Linked DNA regions of Zea mays: all the other regions are linked to region 3. Evidence: chromatin contacts called from public Hi-C data. All regions are on one chromosome and are shown on one strand. Each heading gives the region's core, a stretch centred on a gene start, on an enhancer-like site or on the middle of the called end of the contact. The rest is flanking DNA. Distances are from core to core; before and after follow the strand shown. Region 1 holds the start of LOC103643871 (oxysterol-binding protein-related protein 1C). Region 2 has its middle 19 kb from the start of LOC103643872. Region 3 holds the start of LOC100281127.

What was found. Hi-C and Micro-C count contacts between places; a contact is called where the count stands out from the background.
Region 1: a contact with region 3 is called in a Hi-C map of leaf, with 10 times the contacts expected there. The contact joins the promoter of LOC103643871 here to the promoter of LOC100281127 in region 3. A contact is called at or near these places in 5 of 25 Hi-C or Micro-C datasets (ear, leaf, leaf mesophyll and 1 more).
Region 2: a Hi-C map of leaf shows a contact between it and region 3, with 7 times the contacts expected there. The contact joins the enhancer-like site here to the promoter of LOC100281127 in region 3. A contact is called at or near these places in 13 of 25 Hi-C or Micro-C datasets (bundle sheath, ear, endosperm and 5 more) and 1 of 3 datasets of contacts at active chromatin or transcription factors (seedling).

The regions. Positions count from the first base shown.
Region 1 is chr1:271,996,259-271,999,234 of Zm-B73-REFERENCE-NAM-5.0, reverse strand. It overlaps LOC103643871 (oxysterol-binding protein-related protein 1C), which reads right to left and starts at 1,677. Exons shown (of 10, transcript XM_008667051.4): 1 at 946-1,677; 2 at 498-863. The coding sequence starts at 1,458.
Region 2 is chr1:272,016,204-272,019,152 of Zm-B73-REFERENCE-NAM-5.0, reverse strand. No RefSeq gene overlaps it. Among protein-coding and RNA genes, the nearest start is that of LOC103643872, 19 kb to the left of the region's middle. Within about 2 kb of position 1,287, at least 20 of the 20 cell types and tissues checked have an H3K27ac peak or open chromatin away from gene starts, as enhancers often do. A contact at or near this core is called in bundle sheath, ear, endosperm and 5 more, where this site is marked.
Region 3 is chr1:271,765,124-271,767,862 of Zm-B73-REFERENCE-NAM-5.0, reverse strand. It overlaps LOC100281127, which reads right to left and starts at 1,385. Exons shown (of 6, transcript NM_001154046.1): 1 at 787-1,385; 2 at 571-684. The coding sequence starts at 1,278. LOC100283244 (30S ribosomal protein S13, chloroplastic-like) reads right to left here. Exons shown (of 3, transcript NM_001156146.2): 2 at 2,481-2,720; 3 at 1,785-2,200. The coding sequence ends at 2,024.

The DNA.
Region 1 (2,976 bases), core at 428-2,927, 230 kb before region 3:
AAAGCAGTTTGCCGTCAAGAAACAAAAGCTCTTCAATGTAACCCCCGAAGAACTTTGGTAGCACCAGAGAAGCACACAACCAAAACAAAACAAACGTCTAGAACTATAAATTGAAACTTTGCTTTGTTTTTTTTCTTTGTTGGTGACAAGATAGGATAAGCTACCTTCGGTAGCACATTCATTATAAAATGCCCATGTACCTTTGGCGATTGACAAAAACAACAGCATAAGAAAGGTAATAGAACAATTGAAAATTTTATAGCACGGTCCACAGAGTAACAGCTAACATTCAGATCTCGAAATACAATATGGTCAGTGGATGCAATCTACTACAGAATAGCATGGTCGTACTTTTTCCTTCAATGAATTCAATCGTGTACAAGATGTAGAATATCACAAGCATGACACACCATGCAGTAAAAAGCAATCATTCGCACTTCATACATAACCAGATTCTGTTCGATCCGCAGGTACCAAGGTGCAGTTTATGGAAGTACCTCTAGCTGGCGAAGAGTTTCCAAGAGGAGCGCGTGCTTCTGCTTGGAGAGCACAAGCTGCTTGTGCAGAGCCTCGAATTCTGCCCGCACGATCATCTCGCTGTCAGCAATGGCCGCCTCGCTGACCCCTTCCTGCTGCAGCCGCTGCCTTAGGCGCTCGGTCGAGACGGCCACTGCCGCTGCGGTGTCCCCTGGCCCGACCATCTCGCTGGAGGACATCCTCGGGAACATGTCCTTGGTCGCCCGCAGCGCCTCGAGCCACGCAGCTCTGTCCTCCCTGGTCTCCGCTCTCAGGTGCAACGTCTTCGTCCCCGAGAAGATGGAGAATCTCCTGTCGTCCGATCTGCTCTCCCTCACGGTCGACACCTGCACACGCAACCGCTCCTTTAGCAAGCTGGCAACAGACGAAGTGGATCTGGCGATCACGGAGGCGGCAAGAACCGGAGACCTTGAGGTGGATTTCGCCGATGGGGTTTCGAGGATGGTGGTGGCCGTTGGAGTGGGACGACGAGGAGGTGGAGGGGCGGTTGAGGCGGCGGAGGGAATCATCGCCGATGACCTTGGCGCCCCGCTCGGTCTCGCGCGATAGGATGATGCGGTCGGGCCCGTGGATCTTGTAGTAGGAGAGCACGCCGTCGTGGAGAGCGAACCAGCGCGGCCTCCAACCGCGCCCGTAGTTGACCCACTTGTACAGGATTCCCGAGATGCCGCCGCCGACGATCTCGTTCAGCTTCACCCCCTCGGGCGGCGAGGAACCGCCTCCTCCGCCACCGCTGACCCCCGCCGCGCGCGCGCGCCTCTCACCGCCAGAGGCGGGGTTGCTTCGGGGCGGAGGAGGCGGAGGAGGCGGGGGCTGCGGTGGCGGCATCACGGCCGGGGCGCCCGCCACCGCAGAGGACGCGGCCGCGGCGGAGGCCACGGGCGATACAGGCACGAGCGGCGCACAGCAGAATGGGTGCATGGGAGAGTCCGGATCAGCACCGGCCGGGGCGCGCGCGGTCGCCCCTGTCGCCGGCGAAGTAGCGAATTCTTTTGTGTTTTTGATTTTTTTTATTTTTGCTCCGGGAACGGACGCATTTTATTTTGGGGAGGTGGGTGAGACAGGTTTAAATGCCGCCGGGGGCCGGGGAGAAGGTCAGAAACTCAGGAGAACGAAAACGGAGGTAAACAGGAACTTGTATGCTTGCGCCTTGCCTTTGCGTGACGGTTGGGTGTCCCTTGGTCACGAACTCACGTCGTCAAGGTCAATAGTGACAGTGAGGCGTTGTCTCGATTTAGCGAGTAACCTTGTTGCCTTTTGTTCTGAACATTATTTGGCCGTGTTTTGAATTTGTTTCTTGATCACCGTTACGGTTACGTTGAGTTCCCCGTATAAGAACACATGGCACGTATACATACGATGGGAGTGGAGGCCATTTTTTTACTTCAGTATTTAAAAAAATCATGTTTGCATTTTAGTATCTCATGGACTCGGTCCATATAAATATTTAATAATTTAAATGATGCACCATAGACTTGGATAAAACCAGCACAGTGATCAAGAAGATCAACTTATTGGATACCTCTAAAGATCATGCAAGAGTATAAGGCACAAAACCAAATAAGCCCACATAAAGAAACGCAAAGCAACAAGCATAGAGAAGCACCCAATGTGTCCGCCCAATGTGTCTGGTGGTGTACTAAACAAGTAATGTTCTTGTACTGAATAAAAGTACTGAAGAAAGTAGTACACTAGTCACACAGGTGTGCGCTAGATATAACACCAGATAGGTTATCCAGAGAGGTTTGCAGCGTGTAGATAGAGGTTTATAATGCAACGAACATGTGTGGTGACATATGGGACTCAGGGTACTCAGAGAGGTTACAAATACAAACAAACCAAGTTACATGCACCAAACATGTCCAGTATAGCGCTAGTGATCGCACCAAACACCTCGAGCTCAATGACCGGAAATGGCTAGTTCCAATGGTTAGCTAATGTGTATACATCGGATGTGTCAGGTGATTGCACCAGACATGTTCAGTGAGTATGCAGAAATTCTATGTCGTTTCCAATGGATAGCTTGGACACGTGGGGCTATAAATACGACCCAATTGGCAATTTTGAGGTGTGTGGGAGCTCAGAAACAATGCTAGAGAGTTGAGATTCCATTCCTATAGCTCTAGACACCCAGGTGCTTAGAGAATCACTCGGTGATTAGCGTACTGTCGATGTTTCGAACCAACACCAGCGAGTGAATTTGTGTATGCGCGTTCTGGATCCCGATGGTGTGCTCAGTGGGCGCAAGATTTATATTTGTTCAAGCAGAATATCCCTACATCTAGTCTTCGGTGGCTTACGCTATCGCCACCTGATTAGCAGAACATCCCTACTTCCAGTCTTCGGTGGCTTGTGCTATTGCCACCTGTTTGATTATGCTCGTAGTAGGGGTCACAAGCGGGCGAGTGAGGCAAGGATCCCAAGTATCTATGTGATGCT
Region 2 (2,949 bases), core at 38-2,537, 250 kb before region 3:
CTTCCTAAAGGCTTATTAAGTCGTAGGAAGTTAGCCAGTGCTACAGTCAGAAGTTAGCCAGCTAACTTCCTAGGGGCTACAGTAAGCCGTAGGAAGTTAGTCACGCTGCAGTCAGCCGTAGGAAGTTACTTGTAGGAAGTTAGTCAGCTGACGGCGCTGACGGCGTGAAGCTACTAACTTCTGAGAATCTACTAACTTCCGAGAGGCTTTTTGGCTGTAGGAAGTTAGCTAACTTCCTAGAGGCCTATAGGAAGTTAAGCTAACTTCCGAGAGTTTAGGTAACTTCCTATAGTTTAGACCTAATTTTTTAGGGTTTAGACTCTATGAAGTTTACTATTTTGGTGTAGTGTCACTCACGCCTTAGGTAGCCTACGGGCTACGGTGGTGAGGCCAGCTTGCTAAAGTTCTTGGGTAGACAAAGGTTTTCTCTAGACAAAAGAGGGATCGAAAATATATATATGTTGAGACTTTCAATTCTACTACCATTTCTACGTATAATTTTAGGCTTTTTAGCCTTTAAATGTGGGGAGCAAAAACAGAGGTGAACGGAAGGGAAGAATCAGCGCTGAGCGGCAGCACCTGATCTATGCAAAAGTTGCAAGCCGTTGGGCTGGCGGTCCAAATATTTCCTGCTGCCGCACAGCCGGCGCTAGCCGCGCTCTAGGCTCCGGCGTCCGAGGCCACACAGACACAGTCAACAACACGCGCATGCCTCAGAGCCGCATAGATGGACCGATCGATCGAGTTCTGAACTCCGAAATAACTCGGCGATAGTACAAGGCAACGGTGGCAGTGGCACGCACGGCAACGGCAACCCGATGGAAGGCCTTTATTTGGCACCGGCGTGCACGCCGCGCGCCGAACCACTGTTGGAGCGCCCTGCCGCGAGCATGCAGGTGCAGCGTGCAGCACCTGTGGCATTGCCCTTCCCCGTTGCAGCACAGTGTTCTGCTTGGGTTGCCAGTTGCATTTCTCCATGCCGTCCCCGGTCGGCTTCTCGAGCCCTGTGCATGGATGCAAGCAGGAGCAGCAAGCGGCAGCCGCAGCTCGTCTGCGACCGTGAGCTAGCCTGCAGCAGCGGCCAAGCCAAGGCGGCGGCAGGTTCTTGCTACAGAAGGCTAGAGGCTACTCTTGCCGCACGCTCCAACTACGCCGAGACGTACGTGCGTGTTGTTGTTGCCCGGTCACGTACACGCACTATTTGCTCAGGCCATCTCGTCTGTCCTCCGGCCGCCAGCTAGGAAGCGCCAAGCCGTACGGTGGAGTATATCTCCAAAAGGAATGGTGAATCCGCCGAGCCGGGACTGCGCAAAGGATCGCCAAAGTCGCGTCATCACAGCCGTCGAGGTAGTTGTCGGGTGCGGCCGCGTCAAGCCCTCTCTCAATCCGTATTAATCCCCTCCAATCCATATAGATTAAAAATAACCGAACAGGCCTTTAATAGAAGATAATAGAAGAGCTATGTGCAGCGCCTGATGTGCTGTGCACGCCGGACGGGATGGCGATCCACTTGTTGCAGTGCTTCTCGCTCGTGCGTTGAACTGAACGCACGCACTGCCGGCGCCGAGGCGCGAGGACCTGTGAGATGCATGTTGTTGTGCAGGGGACGAAGTTTTCGAGAGCGTGTCGTGAATCACGCAGATCGGCTTGCAGTGCTCAGTTGCGCACCTACTATTGAACTGTAGTACTACCAGCTGATAGTTGCAACGCTGCACATTGAAGGTGGGCGTAATTTGCCGGAAGATGGACCACATGGGCTGTGCCACTGGCCCAGCGGGCTGACATAGCCCATCCCAACGTTTGAGTCAAATAGCTCACCTAGCGCAAGGTCAATAATTACTCAGTCGTCGAAAATATAAGTCCAATGTGTATCGTACTATCGTGCCGAAGCCAGACTATCATGCTTCATCACATGGAAGTGTAATTAAGAGGAGAGAGAAACTTTCATGGACATGACTGTAACTTGACGAAATGCGTCAGGCACCGGTGGACAAAAGAATTTAATGAACATGTTTTCTATGATCTGGAACTGAACATAAAAAGTGTTTTTTTCTCGTTGATGGGGTCTCCGAATTATGACGAGTGAATTTGAGTTCTCTTTAGGGCTGAGCATTCGGTTTTATTGGTTATTCGGTGCGGATTATTCGGTGTTAAAAAAAGTTTGGTGCTTGGAAAATGGAAACCAAGCTTTTTGTTTAGAAATAAAAACCGCACAATTTAGTGTTCGGTTTTTCTGGTTTCGTTTTGGTACTACCACAATCACCAAACAAGTAGCAAATTAAAACTACAAACATAAAATTGCCTAAAAAACATATTAATAGTTCATCAACAAGTACTTAATAAAACTGCATAAACAATCTAGTGTCGAATAAGAGTAACTAACTCATAGTTCTTAAAAATTAAAATGATATGAGTCTAGGGTTTAGGACCTTATATGAGTTGTTTGTTGGGCATCAAGGTAGGTTTGCTAAATTTCGGTTTTTGCTGTGCGAATATTGGAAACCGCACCAAACACCAAATAGAGCTAAAATCTAAACCACGCCAAACATCAAAAATCAAATATACCACAAATTTCGGTGTATGGTGTACGGTTCGAACGATGTTTGATAATTTTTTGCCCACCCCTAGTTCTCTTCGCAAAACTCCGCCACAACGCACGTGGATTTTTTGCGCCGCCGCTGCTGAGCGTGGCAGGCTTGGCAATCAAACACACTCTTGCTTTGTATCTAGATATTATACATACATTATAACTTAATAGTCTAAAGTTTTACTAAAAATAGGTTCGTTATATTTGTCAAAGCTATTTATAACTTTGTTACAATCTATATCCAGGATTTTACATATTGACAACACAGAATTAAGCCTGCTAAATTTGTTAGAAGAACTTCAATAATATTCTTTGCGCCAAAATGTAGGTTGTTTTAGCTTGACATAGTTTAAAATAAGAGA
Region 3 (2,739 bases), core at 136-2,635:
ACCGGGACCGAGCCTTACACCCGTGCTTTGGCGTGGGACAGACGATGGGATTTGTTTAACCACAACCTAAAATTCGCTTCTATGGGGAGTCGATCCCAGAACCTGAGGAGTGTTACTCAGGCCACCTAACTAACTCTGTTAGAGGCTCTTTCGTCCTAAATTAAACAATAGAGATCAAGCTTAAAAAAAACTGCTCCAATAATACCTTATTTTATAAAAAAATGTCAAAAAATATAGGTCACCTCCTGAAGTGCCACAAATATATTGTATGTTATTGTGATGTCTCATGTCTAGATCTAAACGAATGGACACTTTATAAAACTTTCATTTCCATTCCAAACGAACATAGTAGATTAACATATTTATGCTAATCACTTGATTTGGAGCTTTACCGTTGGAGCTTGATTTTTTTTGTTGATGCCCTAAATTCTATAAATATATTTATTTTAAATTTTTAGGACATTTTTACATGGTAACATTGTTAGAGATGCTCTTAGAACCTATAAAAAAAAGAACTTACTTTTCAGAACTTCAGAACCTGTACATTGGTGAGGCAAAAAGGAAATGAACCTGTGGCTGCAGTATACTTGTGGAGGTGGTATAGAGAAGCTCCCATTTGCCGTTTAGGAGATCGGACTTGAGCGGCTCCTTCACCTGGTTCACCGCCTCCAGTTGCTGAACAATCTGAAGCAAAAAAAGAAAAAAAAATACACGTGAGTCTCTGCCATCAACCAATTACCAAATGCACGGTGCGTCCCTCGTAGCTACTAGTTTCTTCGTCCTCACCTGCTCGACGCGCTCCTTGTCCTCGGGCGTGGCCTCGGCGCCACGGTCCAGCGGTGCAATGGCGTCGAGGAGCTCCTCCTTGAGCCTCATCGCCTTCTCAGCGTCCTTCTCCCCCTTGTTCCCTGTGAAGAACGGCGGCAGGAAGGGGAAGGACGAGATGCCTGCTCTCCACCTGCCACCGCCATCCCTACCGCCGACACCCGGGGCCGCGGCGAGCGCGAGGCCTGGTGCTCTCCTGCGTTCGCTGCTCCGCGACGACGCGGGAAGTTGGGAGGAGGCGACGACGACGACGCTGGGGCCGGGGCTGGCGGCCAGCGGGCGCGAGGATCCGGGCGCGCACGAGACCGAGAAGGCGGGCGCCATGGCACGGCGCGACCCGGCACCGCCGCACGGGGAAGCGGAGGGAGACGGTGGAAGCTCGAGCGGGATTTTTGCGTGCGATTGCGGTGGAAGTCGTGTGATTTTCAATAGCAGGCCAGCAAGGCAGAGCATATCGCGTTTATTTGAGTGGTGGATAGAGCGCGCGGGCGCGGCGGCCCGGGTGCCGCCGGATGGGGGAGCAGGTGGTGGTGTCCGTGCACCGGTGCAAGCTTCGGCAAATAGCACACCACGGGATCACAAATTCACAGTCATCCGTCATCCGTGCTCTGCAAGTTGGGGGCTGATGAATGCCAGGAAACCTTAATGGCTTCAATCAAGTGATTCAAATCATCTTTATTTGAAACCAAACACAATTTAACCATCGTCCTTATCAAGAAAAAAAACATAACCATCGACGGGTAGCCAAAACTTGTTTTTTCAACTACATTTGTTAAGGGGAGAGATCTCGAATCATAACTCTTCGCCACATGATCATCTCGTGCAGGGATGAAAACAGGTATACCAGTGGCAGGTGAATAATCCCCAGAACACTGGATCTGGTAAATAGTAATTCGTCAGGAGCAGTCTGGACTCCTTGCATCGAGCATAGGTTGGGACAGAGGAATACAAATGGATGTAAACAAGAATTTGATCTTCATTTATAGAACCGACCCATATGAGCTAGTATGTCATTGCTACAAAATCTGCAGCAGCTGATGGCTACCCCATGATTTGTCAATGGCAGCATAAAAGCTCGAAACAAAACACCCAGCAGTAGTAGCGCTACACACACACACACACACACACACACACACAGAGAGAGAGAGAGAGAGAGAGAGAGAGAGAGAGAGAGAACTTCAATACATGGCAATACGATTTATTCATCCTGGGAGGCGGGTGACTTCTTCTTGGCAACTGAAGCCCTCTTTCCCTTAAGTGTCCGGCAGTTGTTCTTTGTCCTCTGGCCACGAACTGGGAGTCCAAGCTTGTGCCGGATGCCCTTGTAGCACCTAATCTCCTTCAGCCTCTCAATCGCCACACGGTTGAAACGTTTCTGTAAAGCATACCAAACAGCAGTGTGCCAGCTCTCAGCGTTTTCACTCCCTTGGAGTCCAACATCGATATAAAACTAAACAGTTAGGACAGTCAGGAATCATCTATGACTAAGGAAGTGAAATTAAATACGCAGACCTGCAGAATGAACTTCAAAGCTTTCAAGGAATCATTGATATGTTAACTAAGTAACTATGGTAACCATACAAGTCGTTAATCATCATGAACTACTGAATCAAATAACTGCAGCGAATAATCGACAAAGGGATCAGGGACGTTACAAGGTCTCCCTCAATCATGTACTTGCCAACCTCCTTACGGAGGGTGATGACCTCCTCCTCGGAGAGGTCCTTGGTGATCTTGTTATCGAAATTGAGGTCCAGGAGGATCTGGCGTGAGCGTGAGCGTCCAATGCCATGTATGTACTGCAGCGAGTACTCCACCCTCTTGTGGTTTGGAATCTCAACACCACCAATACGGATGCACTCGATCCGCAAGCCACCGTGACCGATTCCTCCCTTCTGTCAGGCCACCCAACAT